Linked DNA regions of Sus scrofa: all the other regions are linked to region 2. The links are chromatin contacts, called in public HiChIP or PLAC-seq maps. All regions are on one chromosome and are shown on one strand. The core of a region is the stretch at or near the end of the contact, and the rest is flanking DNA. Distances in the headings are between cores, read along the strand shown.

Evidence for each region. HiChIP or PLAC-seq counts read pairs in DNA pulled down with a chosen protein or histone mark.
Region 1: a contact with region 2 is called in an H3K27ac HiChIP or PLAC-seq map of alveolar macrophages. The contact joins the enhancer-like site here to the promoter of SIK2 in region 2. A contact is called at or near these places in 3 of 5 promoter capture datasets (fetal skeletal muscle, liver and skeletal muscle), 32 of 47 Hi-C or Micro-C datasets (adipocytes, adipose tissue, alveolar macrophages and 17 more) and 2 of 2 datasets of contacts at active chromatin or transcription factors (alveolar macrophages and skeletal muscle).
Region 3: a contact with region 2 is called in an H3K27ac HiChIP or PLAC-seq map of skeletal muscle. The contact joins the enhancer-like site here to the promoter of SIK2 in region 2. A contact is called at or near these places in 2 of 5 promoter capture datasets (both in liver), 21 of 47 Hi-C or Micro-C datasets (alveolar macrophages, blood, brain and 12 more) and 2 of 2 datasets of contacts at active chromatin or transcription factors (alveolar macrophages and skeletal muscle).

The regions. Positions count from the first base shown.
Region 1 is chr9:39,529,634-39,534,070 of Sscrofa11.1, forward strand. It overlaps a transcript of ALG9 not described here. Among named protein-coding and RNA genes, the nearest start is that of PPP2R1B, 14 kb to the left of the region's middle. Within about 2 kb of position 1,843, at least 1 of the 83 cell types and tissues checked has an H3K27ac peak or open chromatin away from gene starts, as enhancers often do. A contact at or near this core is called in alveolar macrophages, where this site is marked.
Region 2 is chr9:39,365,863-39,370,533 of Sscrofa11.1, forward strand. It overlaps SIK2 (serine/threonine-protein kinase SIK2), which reads left to right and starts at 2,693. Exons shown (of 15, transcript XM_021062772.1): 1 at 2,693-2,976. The coding sequence starts at 2,842.
Region 3 is chr9:39,582,275-39,586,851 of Sscrofa11.1, forward strand. All of the region lies in intron 14 of ALG9 (ALG9, alpha-1,2-mannosyltransferase), which reads right to left. Among named protein-coding and RNA genes, the nearest start is that of ALG9, 35 kb to the right of the region's middle. Within about 2 kb of position 1,982, at least 2 of the 83 cell types and tissues checked have an H3K27ac peak or open chromatin away from gene starts, as enhancers often do. A contact at or near this core is called in liver and skeletal muscle, where this site is marked.

The sequences.
Region 1 (4,437 bases), core at 593-3,092, 160 kb after region 2:
GATCCCCACGTTGCTGTGGCTGTGGCGTAGGGTGGTGGCTACAGCTCCGATTGGACCCCTAGCCTGGGAACCTCCATATGCCGTGGGAGTGGCCCAAGAAATGGCAAAAAGACAAAAAGACAAAAAAAAAAAAAAAAAACACTTGATACTACTTCAGTGACAACACTGGATCCTCAGCCCCCTGCGCCACAAGAGAATTCCTAGAACTACTAGCAAGGCGTGTGGCTGCTGGTAGGAGTAGGAGGGCCTCCTCACGCCTGGAGAAGAAGTTTTCTGCCTCAAAGGCATTCAGAAGTTCTCCTGGGCTGTCTGATCCTCAGAAATCAAGTAAGAAAAAAAATATTTAAGAAAAGTACATAATCTCTTTTTAGACAGTCCTCTGAAGAATCTGCCTTTAAGTGAAAGCATGTACCTTTCAGAATTCCTAAAATATACAGAGCATGGGCCTCAATCACATCTGCCAAACTGCCCTTTGACTACTACAGGGCTTATGACTTGCTCTACTTCCTGCGGCCTGAAAATCAGCCAAATGGAAAGCAACAGCTGTATATCAGTTGCAGGTTTGTCTGCAGTGTCCTTTCTTCATTGTCAAGAAACATGCACGAACCAGAAAGTTCAGGGATTTGTGCTGAACATTGGGAATACGCAGAAGTCTTTGCCCCCATTCGTGCCAACAGTGCGACTGAGAGACAGGTTTACACGGCTTACGTGTTAAGGTTCTATGTCATCAGTAAAGACACTAGGTACTCTAAGAGGGTTCAGGAAGTAATCACAGGCGTCTGAAGTCTTGGAAGTCTTCATAAAGAGAGGGGCACTCAAGCTGGCCCTCAAAGTAAGAGTAACGAACAGTGAGAAGGGTGATCTTTTAGGCGGAGTAAACAAATTCATTAAAGCTGTGGACTTCCTGGAATTATATTAATAAAAAAGTATCCTTCTCTTAAATAACGTGGGAAAAGTAAATCACGTTTCACAGGCATTTGGCGTCCTATAGAAAGAAAACTGGTAACCAATGGTATAAAACTAGACGGCTACCAGAAATTATCGGCTATAAGGTGCAAGATATAGGGATGACGTTAGAAATTGATTCACAAAAAAAGCTTTATTGCTCCCGACAACTCTCAATGAAGCAGTAAATAACCTAAATGTTAGCTATTACTAGGTGTACATTTCAATGAATTTTAAGATTTGCAAAGTCCAGAGATTCCTTTTTTTTTTTTCTTGTCAAATTGCAGCTGCCCAGCCTACACCTATGCCACAGCAACACCAGATCCAAGCTGCATCTGTGACCTATGCCACAGCTTGTGGCAATGTAGGATCTTAACCCATTGAGTAAGGCCAGGGTTTGAATCCGCATCCTCAAAACACAACATGGACTCAGAAACTCTGAGGTACAACGTAGACATACTGAGTAATTCCCACTGTGCTTGGTTTTTCCACAAAACAAATCTAACCCTCACTGGGTTGTCCAATGGCTTCTTCCCCAAGTTTTCAGAATAAATACTGTGGGCTATTTGGTCTGCGGAAGGAGGTCTCTACACTGAAGGGTAAAGTGGGGAAGATGCAAGGAGTTGAGCTCCTTCAGATTCCAATCTCCACCGAAGATTTAAAAGCTAAAAGCAAACGAGAAAATACCACCTTAGGAAAAGGAAAATCAAACTGCCAGGTTTTATTTAATTTTTTCTTTCACAGAAAATACAAGTATGGAATGTAAACACTGACATGGGAAATAAAGCAGGAGGATCAGGAAGACAAATGAACTGAACAATCCTCTGGCTTCAACACTGTAGTGCTTCCTGATTTGACTTGCAGCATGAATCACATGGTTATATACATTACACGCTGGAAAAAGTAAAGGCAACATTCATTTAGATTTACCAACACCCCAGAGAGCCTCTGAAAACCAACAATGCCATACGGAAGCCAGATCTTTCTGTTGCAAAAAAATTAAAGCTGAGCACGTGTCCATTTAACCGTTTATCCAAGGCATTTAATACAGGAGCCTAAGAATGAATTAACACATGAGCTTTAACATGCTTATGGAAGCAAAGATTAAATTGTGCCTCTTTTCCCTGTGCAGAGAAAATAAAACTGACCAAATTAAAGCAGAGCTGCTGGACACTGGCCAGAAGACTGCACAATCATAGTAAATTCTTATTTCAGTAAATCTCATGAAATGCAAAACACAATAAAGGATCTCTGTTGGGTTTGCCCAAAAGGTCAACAGATCTAACGCTGCAGAATCACATGGGGTTTTTAAGGTTCTTTCCCCAGAACTCCAAACTAGAAAAAAATGACCCACATAAACTGTTGGGATCAAGACACACCTTGATTTAAAACACAGAATCAATTTCTAAACTTGAATTCAGTAAAAAAGAATGTAGGCTTCAATTTTCTGTTATTATCTCAAGAGACTAAAATGACTGGTCTGTCTTCTTAGATGACACCTACCAGGTAACAAGTAATCTCTGATAACAGATGCTGGTTCATTACTAGGACTCAGGGTCCTAAGCTCTGGAGTTGAGAGAACCCTGGAATTGCCAGTACACCCAGCTCCATAATCAATAATCTGCAGCCCTCCTTTCCTTGACGGTCAACAATCTATGAAGAAAAAAGTACCTGATACTTTAGGCTTACAGTGAGGGCAGCACTCAGCTCATGCTGAACACTGATTCTCTGGAGAAGGGCCACTTTTACCAGGTGAAGACTTTTCCCAGGCAAAGCTACCTTCGAGTTTATGTAACATGTGAAAAACACCTTCACGACAAAAATCATTTACCTATAAAGGATTTTTACATCCTTTACCTAGGCACAGTCTTCTGCAACTTAGTGTGTTCTCACTGAAGACATTCCTAGGACAGAGAAAACCAAAGTCAGGTTTTAAAAGGGATAGGAACTGATATTCCCAAGGAATTCCTGGATAATGACCATTTGTGCTATATATGTTACAGGAAGTTCTTGCTCAGAGGTTTTTTTTTTTTTTTTTTTTTGAACACACAAGATGCTGAAGTAGGTCAGCCTTGTACCACTTTCATGCATCATGGCTCTCCATTACTGTACTCCCTTATTCACCTCTGCCAAAAGTAGCAAGATTTAGCCACTGTGAAAGACAGTCAACTACCGCTACAGGTATGGCAGGATATTACACTGAAAATTCTCTATCCTGTAGTCAGACCACGTGTGCCAATATTTGCAGTGATCAAGTACTGAAAATTAAATGCCAAAAATCTTTAGAGCAGTAAGTTGGATCTCAGTTCACCCTCGCTCTCTAGTTAACAGGGACCTACTGTTAACTATCTAGACCTACTGCCTCACTAGTGCTTCAACCCCATCCCAACAAGGAGACTCTTCATATGGTAACGAGCTATTTCTTCTCGTATCACTTCTTTTCTCCTCTCTTGGGATCAGTTCCTCTTGAAAATCCCTTCTCTTTGAAAAATGAATGATGGAAACTCTGAAAAATAGATTCATCCTATTTGCAGATACTAGACACAGTTACCCTTAGGGAAATAAGGCACTGTAATGTGACCGACTAGAGGGATGGAACGGACACGGGACCCTGTGGGGCTGCAAAGGAGCTTGACTTCCAAACATAAGCACAATTTTCCTGCCACAGGCCAGGCTGCCTCAAGGAGCACTGCTGTGATGGTCCAACCAACAGGCACACTGGCAGCTCCAAAGAACTCAAAGAAACACAGAGAAAAATTCTTCCTTAAAATAGAAAGTTAGAGTTCCCACTGTGGCACAATGGGTTAGGAATCTGACTGCAGAAGCTTGAGTCGCTTGGAGGCGGGGGTTGATCCCCAACCCAGCGCAGTGAGTTAAAGGATCCAGCACTGCCAGCACTGTGGCTGGGATTCAGTCCCTGGCCCAGGCATTTCCATGTGCTTCAGATGCGGCCATTAAAAAAGAAGAAGAAGAAAGGAAAAGAAAAAAGTTCAGTTTCGTTACCCATCAGGTCTCTGACCAGCCTTATCACTCTTTCAAGAATGTTTTCATTGTCAAGTGAGCAGTATCGATGAGCACTGGGTGAGAAGTCAGGCAGCCCAAGCTGCAGTCCTAGTGCTACCACTTACTGGTGGTGTGGCCTTGGGCAAGGACGCTTACCTCCTCCTGCCCCAGAGTCTCAGTTTCTTCATCTATAAAATGGGGATAAGACCACTTGCCTGGTCTACCTCACATCATGACCGTGAGGATCAAACAGGATAATGTGGAAGTGCTTTGTAAACTATGAAATACTGTATATAAGGCCAAACACAGTATATACTTATTGTTTTAATTAGGTCCTTATCACTGCCTATTTGATAAGTAGTGCCCCATGCAGGATGTGCTTGCAAGAGATAAAATAGGTGCCATAAATATCCACTGGTCTTTTTCACTAGGGTTGTTTAAAAAAAACAAATGGAGATTCTTAACTTCCTCAGAAACGGCCTCAGAATA
Region 2 (4,671 bases), core at 1,443-3,942:
TACTAGAATTAGTACTTCTTGAAGTCAAAGATATCTAACCACAGGAAACAAAAATCTTCTCAAAAGAGGAAATAAGACAAAACCATAGAAAAAGGAATTCAGATAAATATAAGGGAACTACTTTTGAACTGGTGTACAAATGTGGGCTAACAGTCTACTTAGATGAACGCTCATATCCTACTCCCAACAATCCAGAAATTCAGAAATCTCATCAGTCTTATAACGCTCCCCCCGATTCCCTCCTCACTTTTATAAACAACATAACTCACAGTAGAATAAGGTATTGCTTGGGGAGAGTGAAGGGCTGAAGCAGAGAGTCAAGTGAGCAGGTGGAGGTCCCAAGAGCCAGACAATCCTACACAGAAAATATAAAATACATTAAAATAATTCAATAAGATTAATAAAATAAAATAATATTATACATTCACAAATATATATTAATTATACATATATTAATTTCTATTTAAAAAATTAAAGCTACAGGTGTTCCCACTGTGTCTCAGTGGTAACGAACTCGACTAGTATTCATGAGGAGGAGGGTTCAATCCCTGGCATCGCTCCGTGTTAAGGATCCAGCATTGCCACCAGCGGTGGTGTAGGTTGTAGATGTGGCTCAGATCAGGTGTTGCCATGGCTGTAGCTTAGGCTGCAGCTGCAGCTCCAATTCAACCCCTGGCCTGGGAACTACCATATGCTACAGGTTTGGCTGTAAAAAGAAAAGAAAAAATGAAAACTACGGAAAAAGTCCAAGAACAATGCAATGAACTACCATATACCCTTTATCTAGGTTTCACATTTTGTCACATTTGCCTCATTCATCTTTGCTAAACCATTTGAGAGCAAGTTGCATATATCAAAATTTTATCCCTAAATACTTCAGTATGTATCTCTTAATAAGGGTATTCTTTTTTGTAACCACAGCACAATTATATAATTCAAGAAGCTTAACATTTAAATAATACTATGATCTAATATGCAATCCATATGTAAATTTTAACATTTGTCCTGAAAATATTCCTTTATAGCACTTTTCTCCCAACTACGGTCACACATTGCCTTTGGTGACATGTCTCTTTAATCCCTTAAATCAAGAACAGTTCCTCAGTCTTTTATGGCACTGATCCAGGCCAGTGGTTAGGTAGAATGTTCCTCAATTTGCATTTTTCCGATTATTTCTTTATGATTAAATTCAGAGTATGTACTTTTGACAGAAATACTACATCGGAGATAGTGTATCCTTCTCAGTACCTCACATGTCATTTTATCCCATAATTGGTGACATTAACTTTGATCATTTGGTTACAGTGGTATCTGTCACATTTTTCTTCTGTGAAAGTACTGTTTTTATCCTTTTATAATGAGTAAGAAATTTGAGGATAGTTTGAGACTAGAAATATCCCATTCCCTAGCATACTAAATGATTTCAACATCTATCGACAATTCTATCTGAATCAATTATTACTATAATGGTTGCGAAATAGTGATTTCCATAGAATGGCTGCAAAATGGTGATTTCCATAGAATGGAAATTTCATCATTTCTTCTATGTGTATTAGTTGACATTCCACCATCAGGAAGAACTGTCATTTTTTCCCCCGTATATTTATTTAACATTGTAAGAATAAGTAAGCACTCATGGAGTCTTTTTAAAAATTCATTGTGTTATAAACCCATTTCCATTATTCCTTCGTGATGCTCAAATTATCCCAGATTGTTAACTTCAAACTAGATCCGATTTCCTTCTGACATGTCCTTACCTTTCTTTGAAAATCTTGCTTTCTGGCATAAGACCTTTCAAGGGCATTTTATACTTTCCCTCTCCTTGTCTGGAAATAATGCTGTACCTGTTTCCTTGGATCACCATATGGAAGACTGGTGTGGTAATTTGCAACCCTAACTCTAGTATTACCTTGTGACTTTGGCAATTCCCTCATTCCCTGGGGGTTGATTTCTCACCTGAAAAAAAAATTGGATTAGAAAGTATTTCTTTACCTTTTCGAGGTCACCAACACGTTTGGGAATCTAATAACAGCTATCGCCCATCTTCCCAAAGCTGGAAGAGGCAAAAATTTGGACATATTTTTAGGGGTTCGGGCTCCAAATCCCTGGATTAGGTGATCTTCAAGGTCTCTTCAACGCTGACATTCTGTGAATCTATAAGCATCGCGCTGCTGTCAGAATGATTCCCCAGAGACATCAAATTTGGAGGGATTTATATAGAAACAGATGAGAAAAGGATATAAAAGAAAGGAGCCTGTGAGCAATGCATTGCTCAGCCACAGTTCTTTGCCCGTGCCAAATTTAGGACACAAAGTAGTCATAGGTGAGAGGTTTTGGCGGGAAGGTCTCCGGGTGGGTGGAGAACGCCGCGGCAACGGAAGAAGACCCCGGCCCGGCTCAGGTCGCTGCAGCCCTCCACTCCGCCCACCAGAGCTCGCTCTTGCCCTTCGGCTGGGTGGCCAAGTAACTGGGCGGGCCGGGAGGCGACCCCGCCCCCGGCAGCGGCGAGGCGGCGGAGGGCGCCGGAGCCCGGAAGGAACGCGCCGTCCAGGCCCCGCCCATCTGCCCTACCACCCTGCTGCCTGCCGCCCGCCGCCGACGTCGGCGGTGCTCCGGTCGCCATGGTGACCAATCGAGGCCCGGTCCCGCCCCCGCCCCTCTGCCCCGGCCCCCTGACGTCGGCGCACGTCAGCGGCGGCGCGCGCCTGGCTGGGCCCTGCTGAGCGGGAGGGACTGAGCAAGGAGCGAGCCGAGCGGCCGTCGCCCGAGTGGAGCCGCTCCGCCAGCCCGCCGCCCGCCAGCCTGCGCTCCAGTCCGCCGTGTCTAGCAGCGGGGCCCAGCATGGTCATGGCGGATGGCCCGAGGCACTTGCAGCGCGGGCCGGTCCGGGTGGGGTTCTACGAAATCGAGGGCACGCTGGGCAAGGGCAACTTCGCCGTGGTGAAGCTGGGGCGGCACCGGATCACCAGGACGGAGGTGCGGCCCGGGGCTCGGCGGGAGCGTCCGAGGCGAGGGTTCGAGAGAGGAGCTGCTGACCGAGAGGGGGGCTGCAGCGGGGGGCTGGGGAGCTTCGAGAGGCCGGGTCACTAGCTGAGGCGAGAGGGCCTGGGAGTGTGAGGACCCAGGAGGTCCAGGGGTCGGTGAGCGCCGCAGGGACCGGGGCCGGGTCACCAGGACCCGAGTGTCGTCCGCTTGGAACCCCCACCAGCCGGGGCTTTGCCTTCCCTAGGCCACCCCCGGTGGCCACACGGAATTTCTTCCAGGGCCTCCCACCCGGGCCGTGACCTGGTCTGTGGCCTCCGCTCTGGAGCCCAAGTTCCGCGTCTTCCCTGCTTTCAGCTGGGGGTGGGGTGGGAGGGGAAGTCTCTGTGCTCCCGTGCTGCGCGGAGAGAGACGTCGCCAGCCCCGAAGAGGGGACCGCCTGCGCTCGGACTCCCGGGACGGGGCTCCGCGCGGCCCCTGTGACCGCGGCGCCCCTCCCGGGGCCGCGCGAAAAAGGGGGCCGGTGGCCGGGAATGCCGGGACGGCCACTGCCCATCTTCTCTCCCTCCTTTTGCCCGACAGTCTCTGATTTGATGTCAGGCTAGCTTGATCCCTCGCCCGAGGCATTTCCATCTAATACTCCAGACAATAGAGCTGGTTGAAACGGTCATCTCTGCCTTTGCACAGTTGATAGGTTGGTCTTTCTCATCCTAGGTTATCCCTTTCCCAGGTGTGTGTTCTGGCTGTGAATTCGCGGTCCTTAAGCCACATCAGATTCTGCCTCTCTACTCATAAAGCCCTGGATTGCTTCCTGACGGTGAAGCCAGCATCCCCCCTCCATTGCACATTCTAATGCACCGCACATATTTTCTCGCAAGTCTCTGTTCTTACCTAACCCGCCCCCCTTCCTTTCACCGCCTCAAGCTGCTCTCCTCAGGGTCTCTATTTTAAGATGTGCAAATTAAATACTTTAGAAAAACGGTGGAAACAAAACCATTCTTTAGAATAAAACCTTGTATTTTTGACGTACTCCACTCTGCCTCATCGTAGTTGTTCTGGAGTTTCATCCTTTTTCAGTTTTTGGTTTTTTTCCCTTCTAGTTTTCATCCTATTCAGTGTTCCCCCTTATTAGTGCGAATATACTAGAGTTTGAATATGGAATTAGGTAGGGTTTCTTTTTCAGAATAGCTGTGTAAGCTGAAGGACATTTGAAAACGAGTTTTTTGTAGCTCTGGTTCGTAGAAGTTTTGCTTAATGTGAAGAAGTTCATTTCCAAAAACAAGGGGCTTGTATATGCCATTGTGTTGTTCTCACTTTTTGTCCTCCCCTACTGATCCTAAGGCAGCCCAAATCTGACTTATTTTTTTAGCAACAGGACCAAGGTCACAAGTTTTCCTCTCACAAATTTACCAGAGTTAGCAATTTAGGTTAAGTTTGTAATGATAAATAATAAGACCGTAGCAAGATTACTTACTCTGATTCCAGCATTTTTAAAAACAAAGAAATTGGTTCCATTCCTCTAAAGAACCGTGGCCTAATGCCATGTTAATTCCCCTTTAATTAAATGAAAAGAAGACATTTTAAATGTGTATTTTTAGATGAGTCCTTGCTTAATGACTCTAAGAATCAAACAAATTTCACAGATACAAAGAGCTTCTACAGAAACTTTTGAAGTGTATTGTTGGGTGG
Region 3 (4,577 bases), core at 732-3,231, 220 kb after region 2:
AATGCTCCCGCACTTAACGTCTATTCAGCCCTGTTACATGGAAAAACAATTAACTATCACAGGAAAACACATATTCAAGTGATAAACCATATGGTATAAACTATAAAGTAGCTTTGAAAGTAAAGGCAGTGTGAAAAGAATACTAGGGAATCCAGAAACCAAACTTCTTATCCTAGAACTAACCTTTGTCAAGTTATAACTTCTCTGAGCATCAGTTTTTTTCACCCATAAAATGAAGAGCTCATAAACTTTATGACACCTTAAATTCCTTTCCAAATCCATAATTTTTCCACTGGCTAAATGATAAAAGCAAGGATAAATAAGAATGAGAATAAACAGTTCTCTTGTAACACTTGTTTTGAAAATGCAAATTTGTTCCAATGCAACTGATATATTAGGGAATAATGTGAGCATAATTCACTTTCTGCATTTGTTTATATGTCATTTAATCCATAAGAAAGACTAGGTGAAGCCAGAAAACTGCAATCATTGGAACCAATCAGCTAAGCACAGGAATATACAAAATGCATATAAGCCCGCACTCAAGTATCTCCCAACTTCTTTACTTTTTTTTTTTGTCTTTTTGTCTTTTTGAGGGCCACACTTGCGGCACATGAGGTTCCAGGCTAGGGGTTGAGTCGGAGCTGTAGCCACTGGCCTACGCCAGAGCCACAGCAACGCGGGATCCGAGCCAAGTCTGCGACCTACACCACAGCTCACAGTGATGCCGGATCCTTAACCCGCTGAACAAGGCCAGGGATTGAACCCGCAACCTCATGGTTCCTAGTCGGATATGTTTCCACTGTGCCACGACGGGAACTCCATCTCCCAACTTCTTTAGTTCACTGCATTGTAAGCAACACTCATCATGAAAGAATATGCAGCAAAAAACATTACTGCTGCAGTATAGTTATAACAATACAGTAGAACCAGAGCCTTTCCAAACACTCACTTGTAACTCGTTTTTTTAGCGCCACAGTACGGCACTTGGAAGTTCCCAGACTAGAGGTCTAATAGGAGCTGCAACTGCCAGCCTACACCACAGCCACAGCAACTCGGGATCCAAGCCATGTCTGTGACCTACACCACAGCTCACAGCAACACCAGATCCTTAACCCACTGAGCGAGGCCAGGGACTAAACCTGCATCGTCATGGATTTTAGTCAGGTTTTTAACCCTCTGAGCCTCGACGGGAGCTCCCTCACTTGTAACTCTTGACAAACTCAGAGGTAAAAGAGCAGAGTGAAATAGAGAAGGTCATGCAGGTTTCTTAGTTTCCACTCACACTAGAAACAGGATACAACTGAATCACTCAGCATTGAAGCCAAGGGTTGGCTAAGGCCTGTCACTCAGAACCAAAGGGTGAACAAAAATAATGCTGCTATTTAGCATGTTCAGGAAAGATAGAGAACATAATTATTTTGTCCTTTTGAATGAACCCATACTTAAAACCAGGGCGGATACCAGAAGAAACAAACATAAATGTAGTATGACATGTGCTCTTATATGTCTGGCAAAGTTATTTGGCCACTACAGTCTTGATCCTGGCACCATTTATTAAAGAACTACAACAGTATTTTTTTTAAATAATTGAGATTTTTGTTTATATACATATGAATGCAAGAGAAAAAAGTGAAAGCAAAAAACATCAAAATGGTAATAGTGGTTTAATATCTGGGTAACAAGATCATAGGTGATTTTTTTCTTATTGATAACTTTCATTATTTTATGTTACAAGTGTTTATTACTTTTATCATCAAAGGAAAACAAGTATCTTTTTAAATAGTTAAATGAAAGAAACTAATCCCTGATCATAGTTCCTGTAGAATTCACAGTAAGCCATCAACTCTCTCTCTTCTACTTTCCAAAGGATCAAAGGTGAGTGGACTGGATTGGAAGGGCACTTTCCTCACTATGCAGGAATCCAGAGAACTCTGCAGGAACCCGCAACTGCAGAAAGGTGTTTGGGCACAGTGACAGACACGACACACACAGAATATGCACCTGACCTATCTGTCCCTGCTTTTACCAGCCAGCATTTTGGTGACGCCTACAGGTCTTCTGCAAAATCTTGACCTTCTGGGTAAAGCTAAGATGTCACTTAATCAAATTTAACAAGTCTGGTAGCAGAGAATATAGAAATATGATCTAACTAGAGACAACCAGTGACTAAAGCCTAAGAAATGTACAACAGGCCACTGCAGATTTTTGTTTTTAAATGAAGTATAGTTGATTTACATATGACATTAGTTTCAGCAGTTTCAGGTGTAAAGCACAGCGATTCACCTTTTTTTTTTTTTGTAGATTATATTCCATTATAGGTTATTATAAGGTATTAGATATAATTCCCTGTGCTAGACAGTAAACTCTCGTTGCTTATCTATACCGTAGTAGTTTATATCTGTTAATCCCCTACTCCTAATTTGTCACCCCCCAACACTAACTCCTTTGTTTGTTTTGTGTCTATGAGTCTGTTTCTGTTTTATATGTAGAGTAACTATTTATTTTTTTTAGATTCCGCATGTAAGTGATATCATATAATAATTGTCTTTGACCTCACTATGCATAATATTCTCTAGGTCCATCCAAGTTGCACAAATTGGCGATATTTCACTCTTTTTTATGGCTGAGTGATCTTCCATTGTATGTGTATAAATATAAATGTGTGTATATACGTGTGTGTCTGTGACTGTGTGTATAAATATATATATATTTACATATCATATCTTCTTATGCCAATTGTCCGTACTTGGGCACTTGGGTTGTTTCTACGTCTTGGCTATTACAAACAGTGCTGCTGTTGAACAACAGCGCACCTATGAACATGGATCTTTTTGAATTACCGTTTTTGTTTTTTCCTGATGTATACCTAGGATTGGGATTGCTGAATGATATGGTAGTTCTATTTTTAGTTTTTTAAGGACCCTCCATTCTGTTTCTCCATGGTGGCTGCACCACTTTACAATACCACCAACAGTGCAGGAGGGTTCCCTTTTCTCCACATCTTCTCCAGCATTTATTTTTTATTTTATTTGTCCAGCATTTATTATTTGCAGACTTTTTGATGATGGCCATTCTGACCAGTGTGAGATGATACTTCACTGTGGTTCTGATTCACATTTCTCTAACAATTAGCAATGCTGAGCATCTTTTCATGCACCTCTCAGCTACTACAGCTTTAGAGACAGCTTTCCCTCAACATCACAATCCCAACAGTGATGAATATTCACTTTTCTTTTTTTTTTTGGTCTTTTTGCTATTTCTTTGGGCCGCTCCCGCGGCATATGGAGGTTCCCAGGCTAGGGGTCAAATCAGAGCTGTAGTCACTGGCCTACGCCAGAGCCACAGCAACGCGGGATCCGAGCCGCATCTGCGACCTACACCACAGCTCACGGCAATGCCAGATCGTTAACCCACTGAGCAAGGGCAGGGACCGAACCCGCAACCTCATGGTTCCTAGTCGGATTCGTTAACCACTGCGCCACGACGGGAACTCCAATATTCACTTTTCAAAGCAGAAGGCATACATAGGCTAATTATTAGATATTCAGCAGCACCATAATAGGTGCTATGGAGAACAGAAAGAAATAAGGTACACTCGCTCTCTCCATAGCGTTCACAGTTTTATGGGGAAAAATATGTACGCTTCAGAGATATGTATCTAACATAAGACATCAAAATTAAATGGCTAAATGAGCTATATAGATAAGTATTTAAAGGACTAATAAAAATAAAAAATAAATTAAAAAAAATAAAGGACTGTTCACTATGGACTTAAGCAGCTGGGAAAGGCTTCAGAGAGGAAGAGTTGTGACAGTAGAAGGCAGACAAGGGAAGTCCAGGCACAATCACCAAGATAAAAGCAATGGAATGGAAAAAGCAATGATGAGTCTGGATGGACTGGAATAAAAATCAAGTCGAGGAACAATAAAATTAAGGAGAGAGAGATTTGGGCAGATTTTAAACCCTCTTAAGGTTCTTTTACCTCTAATTTATCAAGTACGCCATTATCAAATTAAGAACATTTGTGGGGAAATGTATGTGCCAGACTCTGTGCTAAATACGACAGAGCTATAATATGCAATCTTACATTGTTTCTTCCAAAATAGGTATCATCATTCCCACTTCACAGACAGAAAATGAAATGACTTTCTATGTCACCAAAGCAAGCAACAGAGCTGGGATTAGAACTCAGGTCTACTCTATTCCAAAGTCCACAATCTTTTTTTACTACCCTGACTGCATCACTTCCCAAAACACAGCAGTGACAACATCACTCTAACTTACTATATCTTCCCCCTTCACAGTGTATTCTCTTACCCTTTTTTTTTTTTTTTAACCGCTGCACCTGTGGCATATGGAGGTTCTCAGCCTAGGGGTCAAATCAGAGCTGCAGCTGGGGCCTATGCCACAGCCATGACAATGCCAGAACGGAGATGCATCTGCAATCTATGCTGCAGCTTATGGCAATGCCAGATCCTTAACCCACTGAGCAAGATCAGGGATCGAACCCACATCCTCATGGAGACTACTTCAGGTCCTTAACCTACTGAGCCACAAAAGGAACTCCTCCCCTA